2 separate regions of the Mus musculus genome follow, and region 1 is linked to region 2. A link is a contact called in public HiChIP or PLAC-seq data. All regions are on one chromosome and are shown on one strand. Each heading gives the region's core, a stretch centred on a gene start, on an enhancer-like site or on the middle of the called end of the contact. The rest is flanking DNA. Distances are from core to core; before and after follow the strand shown.

Evidence for each region. HiChIP or PLAC-seq counts read pairs in DNA pulled down with a chosen protein or histone mark.
Region 1: a contact with region 2 is called in an H3K27ac HiChIP or PLAC-seq map of extraembryonic endoderm stem cells, with 3 times the contacts expected there. The contact joins two enhancer-like sites. A contact is called at or near these places in 3 of 115 datasets of contacts at active chromatin or transcription factors (differentiating embryonic stem cells, extraembryonic endoderm stem cells and trophoblast stem cells).

The regions. Positions count from the first base shown.
Region 1 is chr5:39,101,532-39,105,819 of GRCm38.p6, reverse strand. No RefSeq gene overlaps it. Among named protein-coding and RNA genes, the nearest start is that of Gm46937, 22 kb to the right of the region's middle. Within about 2 kb of position 2,754, at least 2 of the 459 cell types and tissues checked have an H3K27ac peak or open chromatin away from gene starts, as enhancers often do. A contact at or near this core is called in extraembryonic endoderm stem cells, where this site is marked.
Region 2 is chr5:38,848,652-38,853,089 of GRCm38.p6, reverse strand. All of the region lies in intron 2 of Clnk (cytokine-dependent hematopoietic cell linker), which reads left to right. Among named protein-coding and RNA genes, the nearest start is that of Clnk, 26 kb to the left of the region's middle. Within about 2 kb of position 2,764, at least 9 of the 459 cell types and tissues checked have an H3K27ac peak or open chromatin away from gene starts, as enhancers often do. A contact at or near this core is called in extraembryonic endoderm stem cells, where this site is marked.

The DNA of each region.
Region 1 (4,288 bases), core at 1,505-4,004, 250 kb before region 2:
ATAAACCAAATAAACCCTCTCCTCCCTAATTTTCTTTTTGGTAATGGTATTTTGTAACAGCAATGGAAACCCTAAGTAAAACAGTCCCTAAATGTACTATTCTTGTGATTTTAGTTTCTGTAGCTCTGCTTCTTGATAACTGAGCTGTGACTCTCAGAATGTAGATTTTGTGCATAAAAGACAAAGGGCTATAAGCCTCAGGGCTGCATGATTTGGGCAAGTTCCCAATGCAACCACCAGTCAGCAATAAATACATTCTGTTTGTTTTAGGAGTGTCTATGAGGTGGTCTCTAGAGAGCTTAACCCACAGTAAATTATGGATTAATAATGGAATAATGGGCAGGACCACAATTTGACTGGGAAATTATATATATGTGTGTGTGTGTGTGTGTGTGTGTGTGTGTGTGTGTGTGTGTGTGTATGTGTGTGTGTGTGTGTGTGTGTGTGTGTGTGTGTGTGTGTGTGTGTGTGTGTGTATGTGTAAAATTCTGGTCTTCTACTTAAACCATAACTTCAAATAAAGTATTTCAAAATAGGTCTGGGGTAGGTGGGGAAATCACTAGACCTCTTTATCTTTTTCCCCAATTTGGCCACATTAATACAGATTTTTCCTGCATTTCACTTAGAAATGAAGTTCTATGTTGGACTGTTGATCCTGGAATCACTTATTTCTGTTTCTCATATAAAGCCTGTTTTATAAGAAAGGTAAACTCCTTACTACACGAACCATGTGGAATATTCATTTTTCACAGTCCCTGCTATGGAAACCATCCAATTATGGGAAATTCCTTACTCACGGCATCCATAAGAACTGAACCAGAAAAAAGACACATGGATTGGCAAGGCAGCCAATCCATGAACTAGCAGGATCTTGCTATTGAGCAAAGGCATTGTTGTCAAAGGAAGCTGCTGCTGCTCAAAGCCATAACAGGTGTATATTAAAGGGTACATGCCAAAATGATGAATTACCTGTGATGTGGAGACAAACATAAAGGGCAAGAAGAGCCTTCTGACTGCAAGGGGAAGTTGGATCATCTATGAAATATAAAATGGGGTCACCAAGAAAAAGTGAATGACATCATTTAGGCAGAAAAAGACAGAGACAGTAATTAGTCCTTGGATACCTTGGCATCTAAAAGATTCTTAAACTTCTCCACCTCTGTCTGGTTTTTGTCTATATGTATCTTCACAGCAGACTTTCCACTTGTGGTGGCTGGAATGGGACCCATTACGTTGGAAGCATGATGTTATTGTGCTTTGGACTAAATGCCGTGATAAGGTCTGCTTTCAGTAAGATTGTCCATAAGTGGCCCTTTCTAAGCAACAGCCTTCAGAATTTTACATTCTCATTATTATATTCCTCCACAGGCTTGAGGATAAGATTTTTTGGTTGTTTTTTTTTTTCTTAAATGTTTTGTCCCAAATTAATAGCAGTCTTGATTTCACCTTTCCATGGAAGCAATATAGACTTATTACAGACAATTTGAAAACTATAAAAAATGAGAGTAGGGAAAATATTCCAGACTAGAAACAGCCAGTATTAACATTATAACACACTCTGTCTGATTTGCTTTTTAAAACTATATTTATTCTTAAATTATTTGATTTTTGTTCAACATTACCTCGTGGATATTTCAAAGTATCATAAAATGTTTTCAAGACATTGAGCTGCTGTTGAGTGGCATGGGAATGGAGCACGTGATTTACTCAAACAGTTCTCTATTGAACGTGTAGAGAGAGCAGCATCCATCACTGCCTGCCAGTCTTGGATCCCACAGGATGCCAAGGAAAGAATATCAAGTGACACAGTGGGCCAGGAGCAAAGAAGAGTCTCCACCACCAGCCTTCTTTCAGAGAATCCCAGGTGACTAGTGACTTGTGTTAAGCTCCAGCAAATTTCCCAGAATCCAGTGCTTCAGCTCCCTCATCTCTGAAACAGTAAGCAAAGTCTACTCTGTAGGTTGTGAAAGAATTGAACTGAGTAACATCTGAAAAACAGTCTGCAAAGGTGCCCGACCTGTCAAATCACAATTACATTGTTGTCCTATCAAGAGAACAATGGTCGCTTTCCTATCTTTGGCTTTTAGTGGGCATACCCCTTTAATCAAATCATTGGCTCTATCTTGTTTACTTTAAATGCCTTGCTCACAATGGGAGCAAGAGGGACCTACCTTGATAATGAGTTCAGAGGCTGAAGCGTTTAGAGGCTGTACAGTGTGGTGTGGTGAGAAGTGTCTGGCTGTATTTGTGTTGCTGTGATAAACACCTCAGTGAAAAGATTTAGAAGACAAAAGGTTTTATTTGGTTTACAATCTCATGTAGTTGGTTTGTCATTTCAGGGAAGTCAAATCATCTAGGCACACCTGTACACAAGAGATGAGATCAAATAGGTGTATGCATACTTACTACTCAGTGCACGCCCTCTGCTCCTACTCAGTTCTGATCCATTTTCAGGCTGAGTCTTCCCACATCCATTAACCTATTCAAGACAATTCCTCAGGTGTGCCCACAGACTAATCTGCTCTAGAAAATTCCTCGATGAGACTCTTTCTACACTGTGACAAATGACAATTAAATGTAATCATCATGAAGAATGACTCCTAAAGCTATAAGTGCTAATACCCAATCTGTGAATATGATCTTATTTAGAAAATGGGTTTTACCCAAGTAATTTCATGATAACACCATCCTGGATTTAAAGTGGACCCTGTATCAATAGTAGTTATCCTATGTGATAATAGAGACAAAGATGGAGGCAATGTAGCTACAAGATAAGAAACTCATAGAACCACCAGAAAATAAATGAAGCAAAGAATCATCCTTTCTGAGAGCTTTTGCCAAAAACTCAGCCCTATTATCAACTTCATTTCTGAACTCTGGAACTATAAGAAAATATATCTTTGATTCTTTGTGGTTTGTGGTAATTTATAAGGAAGAATCTAGGAGATGGATCTATACATAGAAAAGGGTCCCTTAGAGAACTCCATGACATGCTCTGCATCTCCAGAGAGGTCCTATTGTAGGGAGGAAGGGAGGTTTTGGCATCACATAGGCAAAAATGGATGAATGGCCATCAGTGTCAGGAGACATACTTGGTGACTACTCTCTCTAGCAGTCTTGCATTTTAGCCCTATGGGTGTTAAAAGGAATCCTTTGCTCTTTGTCGGTCGTCATCCTTCCTTTCTTCCTTTTAGTTGCATGGAATGCAAGAGAGAAGCCCCGGTAACTACAATAAACTTGTTTTGCTTTCATCTTTAAACCCATCTCACATATCTGCTCAGAGGGCAAGAATGAACTTCTTTTTTATGAGGGAATAGATATATTTAACTGTGCACACACCTACCCTCATTTTCCCCGCTTCATGTTCTTGCACCTTGCTCTTAGATGGTTTCGTAAGGTGCCTGCCCTGACATGGGTTCCTGTGATCTCAGCATGGAATGCAGGGCATTTGCCTGGGGCTTAGTATTTGAAACTGTTTTATCTGTGTCTCTAAATGCTTACCCAACTACGTTTCTAATCCATCTCTTGTCTGGGGCTCCCTTAAAACTACCGTCCTCCTTCACCTGCAACTGGAAGTGCACTTCAAACCTCATGGCATTGTACCAGTAAACACTGAACAGTTAGTAACATGACAGCGTGGGTGTGAACTCTCATCCCATAAAATAACTAATAAAACTACAAAAGCAGAGTGATGCTTCATTGTGTCTTTATCCACTGTAGTTTTTATGCAATGGCAATTTTCCATTTGCAGAACTTTGCCTTTCCAAAGTCATCTATGCCTGCAACCTCTCATTATTTTAAAAGGAATGACTGACTTTAGTACTACTTGCTAAGTAAGGACAGTGATTCCATATTCCTAATTAATATCTGTTCAGCTGGATCATAATAACCTGGGAGGTACAAGTGGTAAATTTTAGTGGGTGATTCTTAACCCAGAGCTCTATGTATTAAGAGTTTCCTTAAAACACTCACACATGCACACACACACACACACACACACTCACTCATGCATCTCATGCATATATACAACATGTGCAAATGTACATATGCATATTGATTATATATTCACACATTCAAGTATATATGCACACAGATATGCACATATATAAAAGTATGTGCATATGCATTTATGCACATATGCACACATGTGCATGCACACATGTGCACATAAAGACACATGCATACATATGCAAAGGAGTACACGTGCATATACACACACACATACATGCTCACAATACCAACACACATGTATGTGCACATATACACATACATGTGCATATACATACAG
Region 2 (4,438 bases), core at 1,515-4,014:
TTTCCAAACTATCATCTGTTATCTAGACAACTATGTGTGGCAGTGTTAATCATCAACTTGTCAACGATCTGGAATGCAGACATACCTGGGAGGAATTATTTATCCCTTAAGTTGCATCCTCTGGGCATGCCTATGATAGAGCATATTGATTGAAATAGGAAGATCTGCTTAAAAGTGGGCAGCACGATTCCTTGCACCTGGGACCCTGGAAAAAGGAGCTGAGCACAGGAATTCATCGCTCTCTGCTTCCTGCTTGTGGATGAGATGGGAGCCGATGCTTCAAGCTCCCGCCATTTTCACGGAACTATGAGCTGAAGCAAACCCTTTCTCCCTTAAGTTGCATTTGACAAGCAGTTTATCAGAGCAACAGAAAAATAAATTATGACACCATATTTACTACACTTCCTTTACCAAAAAGTACATGTCATGATCAAATTTAACAAAATTAATTGAGTCAAGCCAAAATACTAAGATGCTATACGTTATTATTAGAAATCAGAGGGAAAACAGCAACCTTTGGGATCTAGTGTGAGAGGCCAGTGGGGAACTACATCACATTGACAGGTCGTAATGAGTGCATAGAATTTAACAAATAAATATGTTGAAACTTGTCTTTATGTCAGGGACTCAAAGAAGGCTAGCCAGCCTTCACTTGAATGTCTGTATCCGGTCTAGGGTCAGCTTTCCCTAGCAGATGAGATGTAAGAAAGTGGACTCCAGAGAAAGTTGATCATGTTCAAATGAGACTGAAGTGGTAAAAGCCTTCAGTTTTTCATGGCAAAGACAAAAATCAATGTCAAACTAGATATCCTGGAAAATGTACCAATCAGAAAGTAAAAGGGGGATGTCCCCGGGGTCTGAGGTCTGAGGTCTGAGGTCTAGCTGCTTAGAGTTTCCTGCTTAAGAGACCCTCACAAAGAGCGAAGGAGACATAGTCACTTGCTAAATAACAAGCCTCTGAGATTGAGCACCTCCCACTTGGTTCTTCATTCTTGTTTTTATCCTTCTCAATTCATTTCTAAGAGATGAAATATTTTTCCTGCAATTTTACAAGTGTAAAAGGAATTCTGTGAGCTAATCCATGAAAGCAGATACTAAAGTCAAACATTTGCTTAGTTGTCAGAGTGGAGCAACTAAATACTTCTGTGATTAAGAGTTCAGACTCTAGAACAGTCTGATGGCCATGTTCTCTCTGATGCTCTTTAGCTATGAGACTATAAACACGTATTTTGACTTCTCGTGCTGTTCTTACTATTACGTAAAAATGATAGCAATGGTAGCTTTCTCAAAGCACTGTCGAAAATGTCAAATGGCTTAACACAATGTGTTTAGCACTGTGGACAGCACAGAGAGAGAGCCTTCCATACAAAGAGGGAGCCTTTCATACACGAAGCCAATGGTGGTTTGCAAACATCATGACAATATTTCCACCCATTTGTTTTTGTTATGATTGCTTTTGTTACCTGAAATCAAACCTTTCAGAGATGAGTCTTCTCTCCTTCCTATAAACGGCATGATCATGTGATAGTTTAATCAACAGAATGTGATGAAAGAGACCTGGCACCAAGATTAGGGATTTCATTTAAATATCCATTTAGCTCTACTTTCTACTTAGGGAGTCAGCAACCACCCAGATTGTGTGCTATCATCACCATGCAACACAGAGAGCTCAAAAGAGACTGTGAGGCTAGGGCACTAGGCATCAGACATGACTGCCAACAAGCCATCTCTAGCATGCATTCTGGTCATTCTTGAGGCATCTTCTCAATAGAATAGCACCAAAGAACCCAAGAGGAATCCAACAAATTGATAACCAAAAGAGATGAGAGAGAGACAGAGACAGAGAGAGAATCACTTTGAGCTACTGCTTTAGTTTATTATATTTAACAGAACTCAATGCCTAGAACAGATCGTATGTTTATTTTATACATAACAATTACTACACTCGCAAGGCCTATGCTGTTGGATATTAAAGCTCAGTTTTGGGTTTATATAACTTCTTGGATGATGGCGGATCATTCATTCTAGGTGAGAATGGAAATAAATGAACGAATCCTAGTGTGCAAGCAAAGAAGTCCACTAGGTATGTACTGGGATTCGGGAGAACAGAGAGGATCACATGGTTACTCTGTGGACCGGCTGTTGCATGAGCTTTCATGGGGAGATATAAATAAATATCTATTTGTCCCAAATAATGTCACCAGGATGTGACTCTGCACTCATCTCAGCTCCCTGGTCCTTGAGATAGGCACTAAAAGAATTCAGATAAGATGGAGTGCAGTGAGGAATGGAGACATGGTTTACTTCAGAGTAAAGGGATGCACTCTCAAGGAACAGGAGTGAGCAATGGCTAAAGGGATTGTTGCAGAGCAGAGCTCACTCTCAAGGGCCAAGAATGGACAATGTAGTCAAAGAGACTACATTGTGGAGCAGAGAATACCCTCAAAGGGTGAGAGTAGACACTGACCAAACAGACCATTGCGCCACAGTTTAAGCAGGCTTTCATAGTAGTTCTGGAATCTCTAGAACTGGCAGGTTTTCCTGAGGGGCATTTTCCTGTGCAGGTGACTACAGTCCCATTTGGGTTCATTGTTCTTTACCAGAAAGCCTCCAACTAGACAATGATCTTAAGACTTCCAGGCAGTTCAGATAGGCATGTCCCCACCCAGGGCCAGAAATCTCCAGTCTTCTAATCAGTCCTGGTATTTCAGTTCCTTGTCTGATAAGCCTCAGATGGTAGGGGGAGGAAACTATCCCCAGTGACCTTTGAACCCACTAATATCTCTCACCCAACAATAAGGCAGCAAAGTTCAAAGAAATGACTACATCCAAGTCTATCTTGCTGAATCAAAGAGCTTACTGAGGTTGCGTATGGAGTTCAATAGCTGCATTAGCCAACAATCCCACCCAAGCATAAACAATGGCTCAAGGGCTGAATCTTGGGAGTTCCATTGCTTGTTCAACCTTCTATCGCATGAATGTGAAGATGGACGGAGCATTAGGTGGGATTCTGTTGGATTTCTGTCTACCTAGTTCCATAAAGTAGATATTACTGTGTGGTCTTGCTATTTCATTGTTGTGATGGAGGGTCAAGGTGCTGTGCTTCGTGATGGCTTGATGGTTGTGTTAAACCTGGAAGAAATGGCTTTACTGTCACAGGAACAAAAATTGAAGTGAGCGTCTGCTCTAGAAGGGTCATCCTTAAATGAGGTGCAATCTGACTTGAGCCTGTTAACAAACACAAAAGGAGACGAGAGACCGGATGGATGTTCATAAGTAATGAGAGCAGCTGGGGAAGTTCTATCAGGTTTGAATGGAAAGAAGAACACTAAACTGACTGATAATTTGACTTTTGTTCCTTAAAACTGATTCTGAGTAATTGGAGAGATAATTGCTTGACTATTTCTAGTGAATGGTGAAATTTAATTTCCTGTGTCTCTCTATTGATGGGTGCTTTTTTTCCAGGGGTGGGGCGGGCGGGGGTGGCAGTGAACTACAGAGCAAAATGAGGAGAATAGAGGCCTGAATTGGGCTGGTGGCTTTTTAAAGGCCCTACAGAAGGGCTGGCTTTTGATGGCCTGCACCAGGCCTGCACCACTTCCTCGGTGACCGGCTGCAATTACAGGCATTTGTGTCCCCATTGTCACTGTTATTGTTTGCTTGAACAAAAATCCTTTGAAGAATAAAACAATTTCCAGCTTTACATCCATGCGGTTTTGAAGGGTTTTACCCACCAAGATGCAAAAGCGAAGCAAATGAAGAAGAACTGTGAAATGATTTCCCACCATCTTTCACAAGGCCTCGTTTCCTTCCTTTATTTTTTCAAAAACTTTAAGTATTAATTAGTTGTAAGAGACTATGTATTGTTGATGCAAAAAAAAAAAAAAACCCTCAGCTTTTGCCTCAAGGGGAATAAAAGATAGTTTGTTCTAAAGCTAAATGTGGGTGACTGTGGGCTAGGAACATAGATCCTCGAATACAATGTTCCAACATGAAAGCAATGACATGGAATTTTTATGGTAATGGAACAAAGAACATTATAAATCAAGACAATTTTTAAATTCATGGGTGGGAACGTGAGGGAGCTGATATAGCGGGTACGAGGACATCAGCTGCATACCCACAATGTTATCTCATAGCCTCAAATTCTTTAGCCTGATCTTTCATAGTAAATAGGGCTTTGTGATGTCAATACATTCCAAAGGTTTTTATCTGTTTATCAGAATGTCAGGTCTGATACAGAGGTGGGCCAGGGATGGTCTCTTACAGCATAAAATTGCCCCCAAAGAAACTGTAATTAGCCTATGAGATCAGCAACTTTCCAAACTCTGCCTTGTCACTGAAGATTTTATCAACCAGTCAGCCTCGAAGGCAGGGGCTCCTCTTCGGGAGTCCTTGTTTGTCTTGTCAAATCTGCACACACTCTGGGAAAGACTGG